2 separate regions of the Mus musculus genome follow, and region 2 is linked to region 1. Evidence: chromatin contacts called from public HiChIP or PLAC-seq data. All regions are on one chromosome and are shown on one strand. The core of a region is the stretch at or near the end of the contact, and the rest is flanking DNA. Distances in the headings are between cores, read along the strand shown.

Region 1 (4,592 bases), core at 754-3,253:
TTCCTTGATCCTCTAAGACTTGAGCTTTGTACAAGGAGATAAGAATGGATCGATTCGCATTTGTCTACACGATAACCGCCAGTTAAGCTAGCACCATTTGTTGAAAAAGCTGTCTTTTTTTCCACTAGATGGCTTTAGCTCTTTTGTCAAAGATCAAGTTACCATAGTTGTGTGGTTTCATTTCTGGGTCTTCAATTCTGTTCCATTGATCTACCTAAGACAGCATTTTCTATATAGGAAAATGGAGTGATAAACAATATCCATATATCAACATTTTAAAGAAAGGTCACTTTGAGATCTTCAGTGTGTCACAATTCCTTTTTGGGGTTTAGTTTCTTCCTTTTACAATGTTTTATTTTTATTTGTATTATTTCTTCTTTTCCACTTCCAAAACACTCTCACATATCCATATGCTTTCCTCATTGTTGCATATATTACATATATGCATGTGCCCATAAACATTAAGTACAATCTTCACAGTCTGTTTTTTATATGTAGATTTTCAGGAATGACATTTGGTATAGTATTATATCATTCTTTCTTCTGTTTCCACTCCTTCCAACCCCCTCCCATGTCAGTCCTCCCATTTCGTTTATAATTCATATTCTTCTTTTCTTTATTATTGTTATACACAAAGAAAGATATATACAAATAAATATATAAATATGATTTGCCGAGTCCATTTGTATTTTAAGGCTGACCACCTGTATTTGATAACCAATTAGGAGGCTCATCCCCAGGGAGGATTAATTCTGCATTCTTTAGTAGTCAATTATTGCTTATAGCTTTATATTTGATCGTGAAGGCCCATGAGATTTTCCCCATGAAGGTATAACACATATTTTTAGGTTCTTTATTATAATATTCCAATTAAAAATCACTTCTTAGTTTCCTTAAAAGCTTATTAATGTAGGAATAGTTCACATGGAAAATCATGGCATAATTATCATAAGCTGCAGATATCAAAATTTTCATTAGAATAATATAGTGAATCAAGACTTACTCTGTCAAAGAGACCATTTCACATCGTCTGTGTTACATTTGTTCTCTGACTCTGAGGAACTGTTTATTTTACCCATTCTTAGTAATGTAATACCAAAGGAAACTGTGGGGTTGCAGATTTTGTGCACCATGGGGTTAAATGTCAACTCAATCACTAATTATTTGACTTTCAGTGAGTTATTTGTTTTTTTCCAAGATTTTATTTCCTCAGTAGTAATTGAAGCTATAATTTCTTACCTTGTAGCTCTGGCATGAGGTGGAGAGAAAATACATATTACAACTCTTTCTGCCACAAGCAGTACTTTTCAGATGTGACAGGTACCTTAGTATTGGCAGTCTATGTCATGTGAAGTTGTATTACCACAGATGACTTTTATCATTATGTGCTTTTTATATGTTTTTAATATTGATTTTATTGTACTTATAAAAAGGTTTGCAGTCTGGAGGATGTGGATGGTGACAAAACTTGGAAATACTATTTTCTTTTTGCTGTCTCTTCTCCATATGGTGAAACAATTCAGTGTTAAATTTTCATTTAGATTTAGTGATGTATGGATGTGAATTTTGACTGTATGTATGTCTATGTACTACTTGCATGCCTAGTGCCTGTGGACTTCAGAAGAAGGCAGCAGATACCCTGGAGCTGGTGTTACAGAACCACAATGATGGGATTAGGACTTAAACCCCAGTCCTCTGCAGGAGCAATAATAGATCTGGATATAGCAAAGTGGTAATAGTTACTCTAATGAGAATTCGAATTGCCTCTATTTCTCTAAGACTGACTTCTGGACAATGTCTTTCCCTCAGTAGCTTGGATGTTGTGCTAATGAGCCTGTTCTGGTAACTGAACTTTTGCTGATAGTTTGCAGAGGAGCAATGCTGCTAGAGGGAAAAAAAAAGAACACTGGTCTGGCCTCTCAAAATCAACTGTGTGTTTTCCTGCTCATTTGCTAAAACTTCACACAAATCACTATGTCTTCTGGGCCTCAATTTCCTCTTTACCAAATGAGGTGTTGAAATTTATGGTGACTGGCTTCCTGTTTTATTTCTGCTGCTCAGTTGTTCTGAAATGAGTATTGAGATTTTTCAACACACTTCGGGCACAATGATGCAAGTGAGACTAGGGGGTGGGGAGGGAAGAACAGTGTAGATCTTAGAGATGTAAAGATAGAAAAGGCAGGGAATATGTCCCTTTGCCTCCTGCACTTCTACTTTAGGTACTACAACAGCTTTCTTTTGACATTAGAAATTCAAATTATTAGCTCTCTTCCTGGGATGTCTGTAGCATTAGCTTCTCTGTCTCCAGCTTGAAAACTATGAATGTTTCAGTCTATATAATCATATGAAATTTTTTTCATAATGAATTTCTTCCTTTACTAAAGTAATGCTACTGATCCTGTTACTGAGGAACTATAAAAAGCACACACTATGGCTATCTTTCATGAAAACCACACACAGCCATTGTGTTTATGTTTTTCAGATTGGCCCATTTGTTCACTAGTATTGAAAAATTTTATGCCCATATTGTTTGAATTACATTATGAACTCAACAATAGCACAAAACATGTTTTAAGGATTATTTTGTTTTTAACTCCCCCCTGCAATGTTTGCACTGATGTAATAATACCTTTGCATATTCAAGAAAGTAATGATAAAGGCATAAGCAATTAATTGTAGGTCTACTTTACAATAAATGACATCCATTTTATACACCTCTAGGTGACTTTATAAGATGTTTTTTAAATGATTAGCTATAGGGAGAAAATACCTCAAGAACAGACAGAACACTCTGGTGACAGCCCATGTATGTATATGTATATGTATATGTATATGTATATGTATATGTATATGTATATGTATATGTATATGTATCCCATATACATATAAAGGGATCCAAGGGGAAAACAGTACTTCTTTTTCATACACACCTTGGTTTCTTGCTGGTAAGTACCTTTATATCTACTTGTATTGCTGCCATTTTCACTGACTTTGGAACCCAGTTTCTTCAGCCTTATAGTGCATCCTAAAGACCAAGGACTCTCCAGAAATCTTTCATGGAGTCAGCACCAGAGTATGGCCAGAGTAGAGACATCTAGATTTGTATGCTACTGTAGAAATTACTAGGGTCTCAGACTGCCTAGCATGCAGATAGCCACTTATATGACCCAGCATGAATTGGGTAAGCCAATCTAGTGAATTTCCCTTGTAATATATATTCACTATATTGGTTCTTTTCCTGTATAAAATTCTGAGTTCGAGGATAAGTTATTTTCAGACTGATGCAAAAATTTCATAATATAGAAGTAATCCTGTTAAAGTGGACAGCTCAGCAGCATTGAGTACATCATTTATGATGAGGTTGCATCCTATTAAGCTCATGGTAATTTTAAAATTTCATAAGTCAAATATGAATTTAATACATGCTAATTTAATAACTTTGTAGGAACAGAACTCTGAAGAGTATAGATTGTTTATTGTCGCCATGATTGCAGGGCTGTCATGGAGCTCAATATTACTGCTGAATATCACAAAAAAGAGATTATCATACTACATATTGGTAGCCTGAATTAAAAAATGTGTATTATGATTTTTACTGTATATGCATTCCACCATGGTAATGTAAAAGACATATTTTGGTACATCACAAAGTAGATTGCCTTTACATTTAAAATGGGTGCAACCATAATGCCCATCTAGTCATAAATTATTTTCAACAACTCAATGGAAAACTCATATCTGTTAAGCCTCTAAATTCACAAATTTGCTTTTCTTCTCTGAGTTTATCTATTCTAGATATTTCATATGAATGGATTCATATAATATATAATTTTTATGTGTGACTATACTGACTCAGAATAATATTTTAAAATTTAACTTGTACCATAGATATCATATTTCATTCCTTTTTATGGTAAAATAGTATTAAGTATAATAGCAGCAACCAATTACAGCTCAGGTAGGAGTAGTGCTTTCGTCCCGCCTTCTTACATGCTAGGGTTTTGTTTGTTTTGAGGTCTTGATACTGCTATCACATCTGTTTTGAGTTTATATGTGCAATTACCACATTGTGTCTAGGAAAATATGTTTTCTTGCAGACATTCTCTACCTTTGGCTCTAAGAATCTTTTTCTCATTATTCCATAATGATTCCTGAAGCTTGAGAGGGGAGAATATGATATAAATATATCATTTAGGGCTGAATACTCATCAGTCACATATTCTCTGTACATTGACCAGTTGTGGATCTTTGTGTTAATTGATATCTATATACAATGTCACTTTGTCTCTCCTACCTCATTCAGAGTACTTTAACACTCATGACGAGCCACTATTTTTTCCTTCTCTGTTTTGAGTTCTGCAATATCAGCTTGTCCCTTCTCAACTAGGAAGAATATGTTGTCACTAACAGATGTTTTAGAGTCGTGTGTTTCCAGATGGTAATTGAATGAGGAATTGACTGTCTTTTGTAGGTAGACTAGATGGTTAATAGGTTCTTAATAATATTTCTTGAACAAGCACTTGCCTTCCTTGACTGATAAACCAGTAAGATACTCAAAATATCAAGTATAAAGCAAATAAATGTCCCTTTGT
Region 2 (4,592 bases), core at 647-3,146, 98 kb after region 1:
TAGTGGAGCACATACCCTTGTGGGATGTTTGAGCATCTTTTGTGTGTATAACCAGGAGTAAACACTCCTGGTTACCAGTTGGTTAGCTAGGTCTTTTTTTTTTTATTATGTATTTTCTTCAATTACATTTCCAATGCTATCCCAAAAGTCCCCCACACCCTCCGCCCCCACACTCCCCTACCCACCCATTCCCATTTTTCGGCCCTGGCGTTCCCCTGTACTGGGGCATATAAAGTTTGCCTAACCAATGGGCCTCTCTTTCCAGTGATGGCCGACTAGGCCATCTTTTGATACATATGCAGCTAGAGTCAAGTGCTCTGGGGTACTGGTTAGTTCATAATGTTGTTCCACCGATAGGGTTGCAGATCTCTTTAGCTCCTTGGATACTTTCACTAGCTCCTCCACTGGGGGTCCTGTGATCCATCCAATAGTTGACTGTGAGCATCCACTTCTGTGTTTGCTAGGCCCCGGCCTAGTCTCACAAGGGACAGCTATATCACGGTCCTTGCAACAAAGGCTTGCTAGTGTATGCAATGGTATCATCGTTTGGAGGCTAATTATGGGATGGATCCCTGGATATGGCAGTCTCTAGATGGTCCATCCTTTTGTCTCAGCTCCAAACTTTGTCTCTGTTACTCTTTCCATGGGTGATTGTTTCCAATTCTAAGAAGGAGCAAAGTGTCCACACTTTGGTCTTCGTTCTTCTTCAGTTTCATATGTTTTGCATATTGTACCTTATATCTCGCTATACTAAGTTTCTGGGTTAATATCCACTTATCAGCGAGTACATTTCATTTGAATTCTTTTGTGATTGGGTTACCTCACTCAGGATGATGCCCTCCAGGTCCAACCATTTGCCTAGGAATTTCATAAATTCATTCTTTTTAATAGCTGAGTAGCACTCCATTGTGTAAATGTACCACATTTTTTGTATCCATTCCTCTGTTGAGGGGCATCTGGATTCTTTCCAGCTTCTGGCTATTATAAATAAGGCTGCTATGAACATAGTGGAGCATGTGTTCTTCTTACCGGTTGGGACATCTTCTGGATATATGCCCAGGAGAGGTATTGCGGGATCCTCCAGTAGTACTATGTCCAATTTTCTGAGGGACCGCCAGACTGATTTCCAGAGTGGTTGTACAAGCTTGCAATCCCACCAACAATTGAGGAGTGTTCCTCTTTCTCCACATCCTCGCCAGCATCTGCTGTCACCTGAATTTTTGATCTTAGCCATTCTGACTGGTGTGAGATGGAATCTCAGGGTTAGGGCTTGAGGTAGAACTATTTCCAATTTTCTGAGAAATCTCCAAATTGTTTTCCAGAGTGGTTGTACAAATTTCCACTCCTACCAACAAAGAAGGAATATTCACTCTTTTTTTTTTTTTTTTTCAATTTTAGCCTTAGTTGTCCTGACTGGGCTAAAATGAAAACTCAAAGTACTTTTGCCTTGCAGTTTTCTAATGACTATGGGTGTTGAACATTTTTCAAATGTTCCTCAGTCTTTTGTGTTACAACTTTTTCTGAACTCTTTATTTAGTTCTATAATGAAAATTTTAATACGGGTTGCTTGTTTTCTTGTTTTTTCCCCTTTTTGGGTTCTTTATGTATTCTAGATACTACCCCTCTACTGATTATAAAGCTGGTAAGATTTTTTCCCCATTCTAGAGAGTTCCTCATCACCTGAGTGATGGTGCTCTTCTCTGTGAAGCCACTTCTTTTGTTTCATGAAGTCCCATTCATTGTTTGTCTTAATGCTTGTGTTCTCAGGATCCTGCCTTCTTGTGCCCCTACCTGGAAAACTTCTTTAAGTAGAAATTCAACTCACACTTATAATTCTAACTATCCTCACCAATTGTTTCCATCCTTAGCTGGTAGAAACTAGATTTCTAGTTCCTGAGCTTTATGTCTTGTAGCCAGCTCCACCCATGCCAGTTGCATGTACCTGATTCCTTCTCAAGGCAGACACTTGACTAGTATAGACAATTACGCCCATTTCCACTACAGGAGGACCTCCCTCTTCAGGGATGATCATTAGACTTATATACCAGTAACTCCACTCACCCTTGTGATCTTCATTTTTCTTATGATAGCTATGAAAATCACTAATCAATATACAGCTTCTTACTTAAGAGAATACTCAAGAAATGTTTTTAAAACTGAATAGAAACATAATCTAGCAAATCATAAAACACTTTTTTTTTATTTTCAATCATGTTTACAGTCCAGTCATACCCCTCCAGTTCTCTGACAGTTCCTCCTCTTCTGTCTTAAAGAGGATGTCCTCACCCCACCTCACCCCACTCCCACCCCATGAGACTTCTCCACTTCCTGGGGCCTCGAGTTTCTCTAGGGTTAGGTGCATCTTCTCTTACTGAGGCCAGACCAGGCAGTCCTCTGCTGTATATGTGTTGGGCGCCTCTGGCCAGCTGGTATTTGCTGCCTGGTTGGTGGTTCAATGTCTGAGAGATCCTAGGGGTTCAGATTAATTGAGACTGCTGGTCTTCCTATAGGGTTGACATCCTACTCAGCTTCTTCCAGCTTTTCCCTAATTCAACCACAGGGGGCAGCTGCTTCTGTCCATTGGATGGGTATAAATATCTGCATCTGCTTCTTTCAACTGGTTGTTGGGTCTTTTGGAGGGCAGTCATGATAGGGCCCTCTGTGTGCATACCATAGCATCAGTAATAGTGTCAGGTCTTGTAGTCTCCCCTTAAGATGGGTCCCAATTTGGGCTGGTCTTGGACTTCCTTTTCCTCCATCTCTTCTCCATTTTTGTCCCCGCAGTTCTTTTAGACAGGAATAATTCTGGGTCAGAGTTGCTGACTGTGGGATGGCAACACTATCCCTCTACTTGATACCCTGTCTTTCTACTGGAGGTGGATTCTACAAGTTCCCTCTCCCTACTATTGGGCATTTTTATCTAAGGTCTCTCCCTTTGAGTCCTTAGAGTCTCCCACCTCCTAGGTCTCTGGTACATTCTATAGAGTCTCCCCACCTCCCATCTCTCAAGGTTGCATATTTCCACTAATTCTGCTGGCCCTCAGGGCTTTACTCTTGTTATCCCCTGCCGCAATACCTGATCATGTTCCCTCTTCCTCTCCCCTTCCCATTCCCTTCTTCCACCCTGGTCCCTCCCTCCCTCTGGCCCCCATGATTGCTTTCTTTTCCCTCCCAAGTGGAACTGAAACAAGAAACTACTTTTTTGATATGGGTCACTGATCCTTTTATTTTACATGTAGCACCACTGGAGAGTCTTGTTTGTGGCCACCCCAGAGATTACACAATACACTAGCTGGGAAGTAAGGTGACAGAAACAGTGATGGGGACCAAACACATGATTAAATGCTGGGGTTTCCATCAGGGCTTCAGGTGGTCAGACCTGGTTTCAGAAATCTAAGAAAGCAGTGACATGGGAAGGATAAACACTGGGCTGGCCTTAAGATACCTCTGTGACAGATATCAGGCACAAGAAGATTCTAAGCAGCTAGTGGCTCTAAGCATCTCCAGCCCATGCTTTACATGGTCAGGGACTTCATGAAGGACCTGTTGGCAACTTTGGCCTTGCTGCCCAGCTCTTCATTGATTCTAAGGATTTGATTGTATCTGACCAAGTCAGATCAGCAAGGGGCATCATTCTTGATCTGCCTAGTGCTAGCTAGTTGAGTATGATATGCTGGAGTTATTAGAAGACTTGAAGTTCAGATCATTCTTGACAGGTCTATAGAACTCAGAGGCAGCCACATTCATTCCAATGACAACCTGGTCGGTATAGCTAGCCATCTTCAGCAGCTCTAGTCTTCTTTCTTCAGGATCTTAGGTACTAATGCACCCATATCACCCACATTGGTTTTATCTTCATTCTTCTAATATCTCTGCTTGATGATGTTCTTCAGGTTGTGGTAAATCTCTGCTCCAATGAGCATTGCTTCCAAGAAATAAGATACCCCACAGGGAGGATCATGAATTGTTACATGGCCAGCTTGTTGGCAGCAGGAGAATCACCACTGATCACATTAAAAGCTGGGACCAGCATGGTGACTTCCTGGTTGCCAGCCAGGTCAGCAATTTCGATGGTAAAGGAGTACCTCATTTCCCATGGCAGCAGAATTGCAAACAGCCACAGACACTCCCATGATGCCATTTGCACCAAATTTTGATTTATTTTCACTGCACTCCATCTTGATCATCAGTTTGTCTTTCTCTTGTTCCACAAAAATTTAGTTGTTTTTGCTAAGCAGAGCAGGTGCGATAGTTTCATTGATGGGCTTAATAGCCTTTGAGCTACCCCTCACTGTGTAGTGATTCTTATCCTCATAGAGTTCTATTATCTCATAGACACCAGTGGAAGCACCACTAGGCACAGCCAATCAGAAGCGAACCATAAAGGTATAAAGATCAACCTTAACAGTGGAATTGCTGACAGAGTCAAAGATTTCTCTGGCATGGATCTTGAGAATACTCATGGTGGATTTCTGGCCATTGGATCTTCCAACAGGAAAGAAACAGGATTCTGCAGACACTGAAAAGAGTGTTAAGGAGAGTTGTGCATGCTGCATTTCCTGAGCTGCTCTCAAAAAAATCCCATTTTGAAT

What was found. HiChIP or PLAC-seq counts read pairs in DNA pulled down with a chosen protein or histone mark.
Region 2: a contact with region 1 is called in a CTCF HiChIP or PLAC-seq map of CD8 T cells, with 8 read pairs. The contact joins two enhancer-like sites. A contact is called at or near these places in 2 of 15 datasets of contacts at CTCF or cohesin (CD8 T cells and large pre-B cells) and 2 of 9 other capture datasets (liver and macrophages).

What each region holds. Positions count from the first base shown.
Region 1 is chrX:107,176,903-107,181,494 of GRCm38.p6, forward strand. No RefSeq gene overlaps it. Among named protein-coding and RNA genes, the nearest start is that of P2ry10b, 30 kb to the left of the region's middle. Within about 2 kb of position 2,004, at least 24 of the 459 cell types and tissues checked have an H3K27ac peak or open chromatin away from gene starts, as enhancers often do. A contact at or near this core is called in CD8 T cells, where this site is marked.
Region 2 is chrX:107,275,500-107,280,091 of GRCm38.p6, forward strand. All of the region lies in intron 3 of Gpr174 (G protein-coupled receptor 174), which reads left to right. It also overlaps the pseudogene Gm9208. Among named protein-coding and RNA genes, the nearest start is that of Gpr174, 22 kb to the left of the region's middle. Within about 2 kb of position 1,897, at least 15 of the 459 cell types and tissues checked have an H3K27ac peak or open chromatin away from gene starts, as enhancers often do. A contact at or near this core is called in CD8 T cells, where this site is marked.